Regions from separate parts of the Mus musculus genome. Here regions 1 and 3 are each linked to region 2. Evidence: chromatin contacts called from public promoter capture Hi-C data. All regions are on one chromosome and are shown on one strand. The core of a region is the stretch at or near the end of the contact, and the rest is flanking DNA. Distances in the headings are between cores, read along the strand shown.

Region 1 (3,711 bases), core at 327-2,826, 880 kb before region 2:
CTCACAACCATTTGTAATAGGATCTGATGCCCTCTTATGGTGTGTCTAAAGAGAGCAACAGTTTATTCACATACATAAATCTTTAAAGTATATACATATATATATTGCTATATTATTTTCATAGGATTGGATCTAGGTTGGTTTCTTTCAATTTGACAAGACTACCATGACCAAAAACAAACATAGTGGAGGGTCAGCATCCATCGCCATCCAGGGCAACAAGGCAAAGAGCTCAAGGCTGGAACCTGGAAACAGGAACTGAAGCAGAGACCAGGGAGTAACCTTGCTTACTGGCTTGCTCTCCATAGCATGCTTGGTTTGCTTCCTTAACAACTGCGGTCCAACCTGCCTGGGGCTGAAAAAACCCAGTGATCTGGGCCCTCTCATATCAATCATTAATCAAGAAAATGTTCCCAATCTGATGGAGGCAATTCCTCCTTTAACTACCCTCCTCTCAAGTCACTCTAGTTTGAGGCACATTGAGGTACGGGATGATAGCCTATGTAATGATTATGTAACTAACTGTCCTTTGATGTGAGGTTCATTCCAGATGGCAATACGAAACTTTGCAAAGTGAGGTAACTCGTGAGACAGGTTAAAACTGTCCTTCTTTAGCTGTCTACCACCATCGGGAATTAACGGACATCAAAACGCTCAAGGAGCCCTTCCAAAGGCCTATTCTCTTAGAAACCTAGTCTATTCTTCTATCTTGTAGTGTCCAACTTCAAGTACTTCACCAATACCACTGGGTGGTGTCATCCTCCAGTTAGAAAAGCCAGCTCTTGGCCGGGCGATGGTGGCGCACACCTTTAATCCCAGCACTCGGGAGGCAGAGGCAGGCGGATTTCTGAGTTCGAGGCCAGCCTGGTCTACAAAGTGAGCTCCAGGACAGCCAGGGCTATACAAAGAAACCCTGTCTCGAAAAAAAAACCAAAAAGAAAAAGAAAAAAAAGAAAAGCCAAATCTTGAATGTAGTGAAGGCAGAGTTTGCAGCTGCATCTTACTAATGTAGGCGCCGGGCATACTGAACTACACTGGGGTTTTTGCTCGCACTTTGAAGGGTGAGAACTGTGAATCGCTCAAGTGTCCCGCAAAAGCACAGAGTGGATCCGCGGTCCCGCCAGGACTGAAACCCTAACTCGTCAAAGCTTAGAGGAAAAACAGCCCACACTTCCGAGTCATTGTTCGTCCCTTCTTAACTTTTGAAAGACTATGACGCCATGAGGCCGAAACCTGGAGAAGGAGCGGTGTTGTCACCTGAGGACGCCGCGACGCGGGCCACGCAGCGCTCCTGCACCTCCAGGGGCCGCGGCCGGAAGTCCCGGGCGGGCTGCAGGCCACCCTGAGGTTCTCCCCCCTCCCCCAGCCGCTCCCGGTCCACGCCGTTACCTGAGGAGCCGCGGGATCCTTAAGCGCCCACTCCGCTCGCGTAGTTGCCCGGTCCTGTGGCGCCGCCACCGAGGCAGCCAATCGTCGCGCGAAACGCTGCGCGTGCCCCTGAGTAACCAAAAAGAGCAGAGCGGGCGAGAGGAAGCGCGCGAGAGCACGCGGGGACGAGGCTGCGCGCAGCGAGCATGCGCGAGTCCGCTGGCTGCCGCGGGGCGGGGCGGGACGGGGCGGGGCTTCCGGCGAGCTGGAGGGCTCAAGGATGGTTCCGGGCTGCTGGAAAGGAAGGCGACCTCGAGGTCGCGTTCTGTGGGAGGAGCTGACAACCAGTGCGCGCTAACTGGGGAAATGTGTGGTTCTCGGGCTCATCCCATGGAGTATCTTCACTGGGCAGTGGTTTCCTTCTGTGCGCAGTGCTTTGCGGGGACAGAAGGAAAGGTCCTGCGAAGTGAGCCAGAGTGAGACTTAGACATCGGCCAATGGTTTCAGAAAAGCTTTAAGGCTGGTGACATTTTGACTTCAGGACTAGAAAGGGTGTACTCAGAATGTTCAATCGCAGAACTTAAAAGAAAGGGCTGAACGCCAGGGATATTTTTAAAGCGAAGTATAGGAGTAATGTGGAATTCTATTAGATGATATAGCTGATAATATTCGAATATTTTTCTCCTTTTAAAGAAAGAGAAGTAGTGTCCCTATGCTGCCCTATCTAATCTAGAACTCCTGCACCCCACCCTAGCCACTGATGCTCTGGTAATTTAGTGTTGAGCTATTGAAGTCACTCTAACTTATCTATTTATTGAGGGCATACTACATGCCAAGTAGTCTTCTGGATGCTGGGGTAACAGTAATAATAGTAATTTTTTACACCCACAGCAGAAAATTATATTTATTTTCTGAATTAATAGACAAAGTTCGTGAAAGACTTTATTTTGGCTTATAGCAATACGAGATCCGTGTCCACCATGCTAATAAAGGCAGGATGGCAAAGTGGCTAGCCATCCAGTCAAAAAACAAGAGAATAGAAAATGGAGCTGGGCTCTATAACCAAAAAGCAGTGACCCATTTCCTCTAGCAAAGGTTCACCTTTCAGAAGTGCCACATACTCCACAAAGTAGGTGACAGGAGGAATGAAGCATGGAAAAAAAGGATGAGATGACCAGATGGAAATTATTTGGAATAAATAGAGCATAATACTAAAAAGAAAAAGTTTCATTATTTATGTAACTAATGACTAGTACTAGTGACTTGTGACAGATTCAGGCTTTAAATGCATTTTTAAATTTTATTTATTACTTTACATTAGTCGGAGTTGAATCATATTTTTATGTAAACAAACCACCACTAAAAAAATATGATTATGGTGGTACACATCTGTAATTCTGAACCTTTGAAGAGTGAACGTGAATTCCAGGACAGCCTGGGATACATAGCAAAAGTTTCCAAAAAAGAGGCCACACTAACTTCTAAACAATGAGCCCTAGCAGGGCAGTGGTGGCACACACCTTTAATCCAGCACTTGGGAGGCAGAGGCAGGCGGATTTCTGGGCTCAAGGCCAGCCTGGTCTACAAAGTGAGTTCCAGGACAGCCAGGGCTACAGAGAAACTGTCTCAAAAAAACAAAAAAGAAAAAAATGAGCCCCCATAAAATGAAAAATTGTGTACTTTCAGTATACAGTAGTGTTCCAGAGATTAAGATAGCAAGGGAAGATCAAGTAAGAAAAACACTGAAATTCAGCACAGCAGACATAAAATCTTGAAGCTCCATATTCAACAGCTGGAATTCTTTGGACTCCAATAAGCTTGCACAACCCTGTGGGCACTAGCTCTCTTGCCTATAAGTCATGTAGCCTTCCATCCACACCTGCACCTCAGTGGATGTCCCACAGTTGTAGTATCTCCAACATCACCTCCCAAGCGTCATACAAGAGCCTCTCTGGACCTCTTCAGGTGTGAAGGGATTTGTGCAGGCCTGTGCTATAACGTTCCAGAAAGCTGAGGAGACCAGCATCTTTCATGTGGCATCTTTCATGCCTGATAATCAGTGCCACTCAGACAAAGCTGCCAAGTTCTTGGCCATTTTGGAATAGAGGTGCAGTGGCCACTGTGTACTTTTAAGGCTGATCTGAGAAAACATTGTAATGGGTGCTTGTTTTATGCAGAGAGTGGTATTCTCAGTTCACCCTCTCTCCATTCAGATGAATTTGCAAATTCTCAAGTTGGAGCCTTTGATGGTTGGGTCTTACCCACAGGACACCTTTGCTATTGTCCCAGTGCAGAGTAGATTTCTATTTAGTGCCACAGATCTCTTTAATGATCACAGCTGTT
Region 2 (4,172 bases), core at 708-3,207:
CAGAGGGCCAGAGTTTGATTTTAGGCTCCAGTGCTGGGCAGCTCACATCCCATGCCTCTGGCTTCCTTGGGTAATTGTGCATGAGCAGGAGTACTTGCAGTCACCACAAAGAAAACAGCGTGCAGCACCTTAATCATTCCCAAATGTGTGATAAAAAGTCTTCTACTTAGTTTTTTAAAAAAAATCTGATTTCATTACTTGGTACAGAACAAGGACTCTTAGACTCCACATTACAATTGTCACCCATTAACCAGAAACTCAGAGACAAAGTGTGTTAACATTGCGATGAATCGTGAACTTCTATTACAGATATGAGTGACTTGAATGAGAGGGTGCTTGAATCTTGTGAAGATTGTATTGTCAAACCTAAGTTTACATCTTTCTGCTAACAAGGAAACAGACCAGCTTTCTCAAGATCCTGTTAAGTCTGATAATACCAGAAGTCTCTGGATATAAGTGAGTAAAAGGCTCCTTAGACAGGTAAAAGGAGTTCTTTCATTTTTACTCTCCTTATCCTAGTGTCCCTTAATTCCTTATTTCTTCCTTTATTCAGTCTGCTCTCTAAGGATAGACTACCCATTAACTTCATACTTCCACTTCCTGTATGTTAAATGCACTCAACTATCATGAAGAAGAGTTTTAAATCGTTTGTTTGCTTGCTTGCTTGCCTGCTTGCTTTTCGAGCTTTGGTTTCTTTGTGTAGCCCTTGCTGTCCTGGAACTCACTTTGTAGACCAGGCTGGCCTCATAAGGGATTTACCTGCCTCTACCTCCCTAGTGCTTTGGGATTAAAGGCCTGAGCCACTGCCGCCAGAGTTTTAATTCTTTTGTCCTTTATCTTTTAAGCTTGTTTTAAAAATTTAATAGAGCCAGGCATGGTGGAGCATGCCTTTAATCCCAGCATCCGGGAGGCAGAGGCAGGCAGATTTCTGAGTTTGAGGCCAGCTTGGTCTACAGAGTGAGTTCCAGGACAGCCAGGGTTATACAGAGAAACCCTGTCTCAAAGGAAAAAAAAATTAATAGAACTCTACATTATAAAATTATAACTTTTTTCGCTAAAATAAAGCTATCTAATAATACCCAACAAGAGTCGATTTAGTTTTATATCCTAATTTTAAAGAGTGTGGTTACATGGAATAAATTGGTCTTTTCTTTCTTTCTTTCCTTCTTTCTTTCTTTCTTTCTTTCTTTCTTTCTTTCTTTCTTTCTTTCTTTCTTTCTTTCTTCCTTTTCTTTCTTGTTGTTTTGTTTTGAGGCAGGGTTTCTCTGTGTAGCCCTGGCTGTCCTGGAACTCACTCTGTAGACAAGGCTGGCCTCGAAATCCGCCTGCCTCTGCCTCCCAAGTGCTAGGATTAAAGGCGTGCGCCACCACTGCCCGGCTGGTTTATATTTCTATTGGATTTATATTGAAACAATTTTAAGGTCAAGTGTCCAGTGATTGCACTGAGAACCCGTTGCATGTCAGAACTTTGACATAAACTATTTTGCAGGTGTAGTCATCAATGTCGTTCTATGGTAGGAAAAAGAAGCATAATGTAGCCCTTGTGTTCTTTTTAAATTCCTCATATCAAACAGTCTTATAGAGATGAAAATGTTCTATCCAGTAACGATCATCCTGGGTCAAGTTTCTAGTAATTAGAAAATTGTAAAGCACTGCTCCATCACTAACCCGCAATCTTTTTCCAAGACAACTCGACTGTTAACATTTTAAATTTTAATAGCGGGACTCAAATTCTAACACTTAAGAGTAAGGCTCTGCCAACATTCACAGGGAGCATCTAAGAGCCAAGTAGGTTTCTAAACCAAGGTGGACCACAGAAAACACCACCAGACAGAAGGTCCAGCTTCACATACACAAGTTCCCTCGGAGCACAGCTATCCTTGCTCTTGATTGGTCTTCCTGTGTGTCTGTCACACACAGAGGGTGGGGCCTATCCTCAAGCTCTAAGTGAGACGCTCTAGTTTTACGTCATCTCAGTGCGACGAAGTCCGCGAGGGAGGGGTGGGGTGAGCGCTGTTCGCGGTGGTTGGGGGGCTGCTTTGAAGGTGTCATGGCTGCTGCTGCGGAGCTTAGTTCCTCAAGCGGCAGCGAGAGGAGCCTGGAGCAATGCTCCAGCCCCCTCCTCACCCGCGAGGTCCTCTGCGAAGTCTTTCGCTCCTTGCACACCCTGACAAGACAGGTAAGTGGGGGTGCGGCGGGGAAGGGGTGGGTGGGGAGGGAGAGCATCCCGGTCCTTGTCCCCTTAGTTCTCTCGGAGGCGGGGGTCGCGGAGCCCCGCTGGCACGGTGTGTGCCGCTGGTGTGCCGTGGCCGGGCTGTGACACCCGGAAGACCCTGGGCCCAGCTCCTGGGACCGGGAGATGCCAGCGGCACGCTTGATGGCCAAGGTCTGGAGAAAACTGGGGTCCTGGCGACGAAAGCTTGCCCAAAAGATGCCTAAAAGGTGATGAGGGTGAAGGAGGTTCCTGGCGATCACGGTCCTTTTGCCTCCAGTGTATTTATCGCAGAAACTCACTGGTTAATATGGCCTGAAACTTTTCCTAGCGCCATCCCCACTCCTTGGGGGGTGATTTACTCTGGGGTTTTTTGTTTATTTGTTTGTTTTTCTGTTTTTTGTTTCTCTTGCCATTTATTGCATCTCTTACTCTTTTAAACGGGGAGGGATATATAAGGATTTCCACAATTTCATTTGTAGTATACCTAAATTTTAGTGTGAATTGTTGGATGAGTTATGTGTGGCCACTTCTAACTACATTACGACTGTCGTGTAGCTTAGCTAATTGCTCTTTACAGAAAATGTCACAGTAAACCTGGATTTTAAAAACTAGGTTACACTTTACTAGATAGTCGTGATGTAAATGAGGCAATGTTTAAATAAGGAACAAAAGTATGTTTGCCTGCTTTTAGAAGAGTTTTGTGTCAAACATGTTTCCTAATTTGTTTGGGGACTGGTTATAGTGCTTGAAATGGACACAGCACACATTTATGTCAAGGGCAGTGGTACCACCAGTGAGAATAGGACATTTACCTGATTTGTGAGGATTATTTTTAAAATCCTTAGTTGGAAAACCTTAGTAAGTTTATTCTGACTGGCAAACTACTTGAGTTGTACATTCTGTTTGGTGTTACTGGACTTCGAAAAGTTAAAAAAAATTAAACTCAGTTGCTTGATAAGCAATTAGGAAAAAAATTCTTACAAAGTCTTAAGCACTTTCCTTATTAATATTTCAGTAGTAACATCTCAGATCTTTAAATAGTTTAAAAGTTAGAGAACTTTTTGGCGTGGATTTGGAACTTAAAGATTTATTCATTTATATTTCTAATGTCAAGATGAGAAAAATCTTCTCAAATATTATGCTTAGAAATTGCAAAATAATTTACATTGATAAATTATTTGAATTATAAAATATCTAAATTTTGCATACTGAGTTTTTTAATTATATAAATTTATCTCAAAGGTTCAAATGGAAAAATGATTAAACTTAACTTATGCCACTTGCCAAAAATGTGTAGAGAAAATGAAGTTTTTGTAACAGTAAAGGGTCCTTTAACAAGTGTCAAATATAAGATTTTTTAAAAAATTAATTAAATGCTATTTTAGTAATATGTATTTTGAGATGCGTGATTAAGGATGAAAGCCATCCACACTTATAAAGTTGCCCCTGCGGAATGTGTCCTTTCGCAACAAATTAAAGGGACTTTTAAGATGTAAATTGTAATATGTCTAAGTTCACCTTAAATATCATTGAATTATTAGCGCTTTTCGATAGAAAGTGTAAAACTGAATTGTTAAAAAGCATTTTTCCTTCAAATGCAACTAATGTGTTTCTACTGAACATACATGACTGAGTAGTCAGTGTTAATAGTGTGTTAATAGAAAAATTTGAACGCCTGATTACTGTCCCAAGGATTATGGGATAAAAATTCATAGAATCCATATGTTACTGGGGAATTTGCTGAATGAATAATTGGATTATTTGGGGGCCATTTTTAAGTTAATTTGTCACCTTACTGTTTGGTTTCCATAAAAGATCAAGTGTCTCCAGTTGCCTTTGAAAGCTTCCATACTGACATGAGAATATGATCCAAATATTAAGATTTCTTTCCTATAATTATTTTCTCTAGAAAGGGTGATGCTTTGCTTTGGTTTAAGGTTTGCCTGCTTATTCCCCA
Region 3 (3,909 bases), core at 310-2,809, 870 kb before region 2:
GTAGCGGAACTGTTTCAGAACAAATACTATGAACTTCTCTCTTTTGCCTCTACAGATTTCTTCTTACCTCAGACTCGCTGGACTGACTCTTAGACCCCTGTGGTCTGTGTGTTCTGTATTATAATTCTCTCGTTTAATCCCAAATAATTTCATTGCCTTTAGAAATGCTCTGCTATCATTCAGGCAGGTAGACCAAAAAAGAAATAAGGTACCCATTAAGTGGTCATCTTTTTCTTCTCTTTGTTAGCATTTTGTCTAAGCGCTGCCTGACTCACTATAAAAGGGACTGCTTGCCCCCTCCTCTCTGTCTCTCTTGCTCTTGCCTTCTTGCTCCCTCCCCCTCCCCTCCCATTAACCTCCCCCCCCTCTCCACGTGCTCATGGTCAGCCTCTTCTTTCTCTTCTCTTCTCTTCTCTTCTCTTCTCTTCTCTTCTCTTCTCTTCTCTTCTCTTCTCCTTCTCCTTCTCCTTCTCCTTTCCCCCACCCCTGCCTCTACTACCCTCTTGACTCCCCCCTCCCCCCATGCCCTGAATAAACTCTATTCTACACTATACTGTTGTGTGTGTGGTCCCTCAGGGAGAAGGATGCCTCAGCATGGGCCTACCGAGGGACCCCCTTCCCCTACACCTGACTACACCTCCATAGAACATATCCCCCCCAGCCAGGCGGTGGAGGGGCACGCCTTTAATCCCAGCACTTGGGAGGCAGAGGCAGGCGGATTTCTGAGTTTGAGGCCAGCCTGGTCTACAGAGTGAGTTCCAGGACAGCCAGGGCTATACAGAGAAATCCTGTCTCGAAAATCAAAAAAACAAACAACAAAACAAAACAAAACAAAACAAAACAAAACAAAACAAAAGAACATACCCCCCCCCGCTTTAATCTTTTTATTTTATTTTATTTTATTTTATTTTATTTTATTTTATTTTATTATGAACACATCATATGATGCGAATCTCTGCAGGTTTGCATCCCTCCTGCTATCACAGGACCCTGCCCCTTGCGTTCTGCCACGTTGCTTTCCCATGCTGACCATCTGGTGCCCCTATACTTGAACTCTCTCTTGAGTGGGACTCCTGCGCTCTGCCCGCCAAGGCTGGCACCACCCCTGCCTGGCTGCTTGGCTCGCAGCCGCGGGAAAAACAGTTTTGGCCCTGCCTGCCCTATTTGCCCCTGTTGCTGTCGCCACTGCCTTCTTTGACCACTATTGTAGCTGCTTTTGGATGTCTTTGTTGCCTGGCTGCCTGCCTCAGCTGCGAGAAAAACGGTTTTCGCCCTGTCCAAGAAGCCACACGCCTGTACTTGTTCACACTCGCCCACAAGGGCGTGTGAGTTCTCTCTCTCTCTCCTCTCTCTCCGTCTCTCTTCTCTCCTCTCTCTTGGGAAGTGAGCGGCTAGTCCTGCCATTGGCCACAAGAATACCCTGGCCACAAGAATAGTGCACAAGTTACTAGGATATGGGATGCTACTTCAGGCGCTCCCCGCTCCCCGACCCCAAGCACTGGGTCGCTGCTTCCTGCCTTTGGAGGAAGTCCCACCCTGCTCGGTCTAAGTAAACACACTGCACAACTGCCCGCTGCTGCTGTCAACACCGCTGTCTCGAAATGAAGGCAGAGACAGCCAGTCTCTCTTGAATGCCATCTGACCTATTTTGCCTCCTAGCGATCTGTGCTTTTCAGACTGTGCAGGTGTCCCATGCCACCAGCCAGCCAGGGTATTCGAGCCTGGTGCCTCAACAGCACATACTCGCGCACCTGTCTCCACGGTCCAGCCTGCTCTCTTTACAATCCAGTTCATCAAGGATACATGCCTGTGCCCGCAGCCTCTTCTCACAGCCTGCCCACTGACTTTGTGTCACAGGCCTGGACCCACTGGGACAAGCTCACTTTCTGTCACCATGATCTTATGCCACTGCTGTCAGCTCTCTGGTCCACACCAACTCTAAGTCAAGTGTTTCTCTACTACTACAAAGCCAAATATTTCTCTGCTAATGCAAAATGTGTTTTTCTTTACTTACACCACATGTCAAAGTTACTTAAGATTTTCGTTCCTATCCTGTCTTGATAAATAATGATTTTTGCTACTGCCATTAAATTATGGTGTGCTCTATTCAGATATGACCAATTGATATAGCTCTCAATCTTGTCAGAAGTCTGCTAATTATTAATATACTTAAGTTTATGACAGACAGAATCTCCCAAGACCTAACAACTTACCCCCAAGGTCTCAGAGGATATGGACACAACTACAAGAGGCTGCCTGGGTTGTGGTATGATAACCAATCAGAAACACAGTGGACAAAACTGGATACCCTGAGTCAAATGACATATATGGTCTAAATCAAGGTAAGCCATTTCTCACACTTGTCCATTCCACGGGAAAAAGAAAAAAGCCCTCCATCTTCTGGGCTTGAAAGCCAGACTGACTACGCCCACATTGCCATCGAGACCATAGAGACCATAGAGACCATAGGGAACTGTTAGGACTATAGGTACACTCTGCCACTTTTTAAATAATATATGACTGCTAGATTATAACTTATTCTTCCTCAGATTTATGACTCCATTGACAGCTAAGGTAACTGTAGCTGGACAGATAGAAAACAGACCTAACTCTTCACCTAAACTCAGTTTCTAGGGACTAGTTCAGCTGTAAGCTTTCACAGATGTAATCTGTTATTTCTTACACAAACTCAGTTTCCATCAACTAAATGCTTCATATTTCCTATTTTTTGCTATGTCACTGTCCTAACATTATTCGAGTTCTTATAAATTTGCCTAACTCTAACAAAACATTCCACTATATGATCCAACGATATAATCACAAATTCTTTTTCTTTCTGTTCCACAAAAGGCTCATCTTAAAGAATGTGCATGTTGGGGCTGGTGAGATGGCTTAGTGGTTAAGAGCGCTCTTCCGAAGGTCCCCAGTTCAAATCCCAGCAACCACATGGTGGCTCACAACCATCCCTAACGAAATCTGATGCCCTCTTCTGGAGTGTCTGAGGACAGCTACAGTGTACTTACATATAATAAATAAAATAAATCTAAAAAAAAAAGAATGTGCATGTTATTCAGTCATGTTGTTATCTCTTTTATAAACTTATAAGCTACAGGAAACCCACTCAGACCTACCTCTCATGGACCAAATAGACTCCATCCAGATAAGTATATCTGCTAATCAATAGCCTACAGTTCCCTTACTACCTATTTCAGAGGATGGGACTCCTCTGGGTTTCAAATGTACATCTAAGAAAAAAATTCTTCCTCCTAAATGCACTTAGTCTTATTCTCTACCTATGATATATGTATGTGCGTATCAGCATCTTGTGAAGTCCAGCACTTACTACATCAAAGACAGCTCCAGAGAAGTGACCTACAGATGCTCCAACCTTCCCTCACAGACATAGATGCTTCTAGTGGACTTCTTCCTTCTGATCTATCCACAGACGGTTCCATAGACCCTGGGCAGTAAAGGAAACAGCCAACTCTTCTAAGGCTGGACCAACATCCCCATACCCATTTCCTTAGGTTTCCTGGAGACATGTCACCCCAAAGCCAGCAGGAATTAGTTGAAGATTACAACAACCCTAGTCCTGCTCCACCATCACTTCCTCCTATTTTTTTCCTTTTTAATTAAACCAAAATGGGGGACTGTTAGCATTTTGTTTAAGCTCTGCCCCACAGTTACCAGGCAACAGCTGGGTGTGTCTGACTCATTATTAAAGGGGCTGCTTGTTCCCTCCTCTCTTTCTTTTTTTTGTTTTTTGTTTTTTTTTTTTTGTTTTTGTTTTTGTTTTTGTTTTTTTTGAGACAGGGTTTCTCTGTATAGCTCTGGCTGTCCTGGAACTCACTTTGTAGAGCAGGCTGGCCTCGAACTCAGAAATCCGCCTGCCTCTGCCTCCTGAGTGCT

What was found. Promoter capture Hi-C pulls out the DNA fragments that hold promoters and counts their contacts.
Region 1: a contact with region 2 is called in a promoter capture Hi-C map of pre-B cells. The contact joins the promoter of Mipol1 here to the promoter of Mbip in region 2. A contact is called at or near these places in 12 of 39 promoter capture datasets (the 3T3-L1 cell line, 3T3-L1-derived adipocytes, the C10 cell line and 7 more), 3 of 484 Hi-C or Micro-C datasets (CD4 T cells, pre-B cells and regulatory T cells), 1 of 115 datasets of contacts at active chromatin or transcription factors (extraembryonic endoderm stem cells) and 2 of 9 other capture datasets (adipose tissue and liver).
Region 3: a contact with region 2 is called in a promoter capture Hi-C map of liver, with 4 times the contacts expected there. The contact joins the enhancer-like site here to the promoter of Mbip in region 2. A contact is called at or near these places in 6 of 39 promoter capture datasets (the 3T3-L1 cell line, 3T3-L1-derived adipocytes, hippocampal neurons and 2 more), 3 of 484 Hi-C or Micro-C datasets (CD4 T cells, Th1 cells and regulatory T cells) and 1 of 9 other capture datasets (adipose tissue).

What each region holds. Positions count from the first base shown.
Region 1 is chr12:57,228,290-57,232,000 of GRCm38.p6, reverse strand. Mipol1 (mirror-image polydactyly 1) reads right to left here and starts at 1,576. Exons shown (of 10, transcript NM_001164370.1): 1 at 1,390-1,576. Prps1l3 (phosphoribosyl pyrophosphate synthetase 1-like 3) reads right to left here and starts at 1,589. Exons shown (of 2, transcript NM_001037746.3): 1 at 1,390-1,589.
Region 2 is chr12:56,343,679-56,347,850 of GRCm38.p6, reverse strand. Mbip (MAP3K12 binding inhibitory protein 1) reads left to right here and starts at 1,957. Exons shown (of 9, transcript NM_145442.2): 1 at 1,957-2,179. The coding sequence starts at 2,051.
Region 3 is chr12:57,209,376-57,213,284 of GRCm38.p6, reverse strand. No RefSeq gene overlaps it. Among named protein-coding and RNA genes, the nearest start is that of Slc25a21, 14 kb to the right of the region's middle. Within about 2 kb of position 1,559, at least 172 of the 459 cell types and tissues checked have an H3K27ac peak or open chromatin away from gene starts, as enhancers often do. A contact at or near this core is called in Th1 cells, adipose tissue, liver and 1 more, where this site is marked.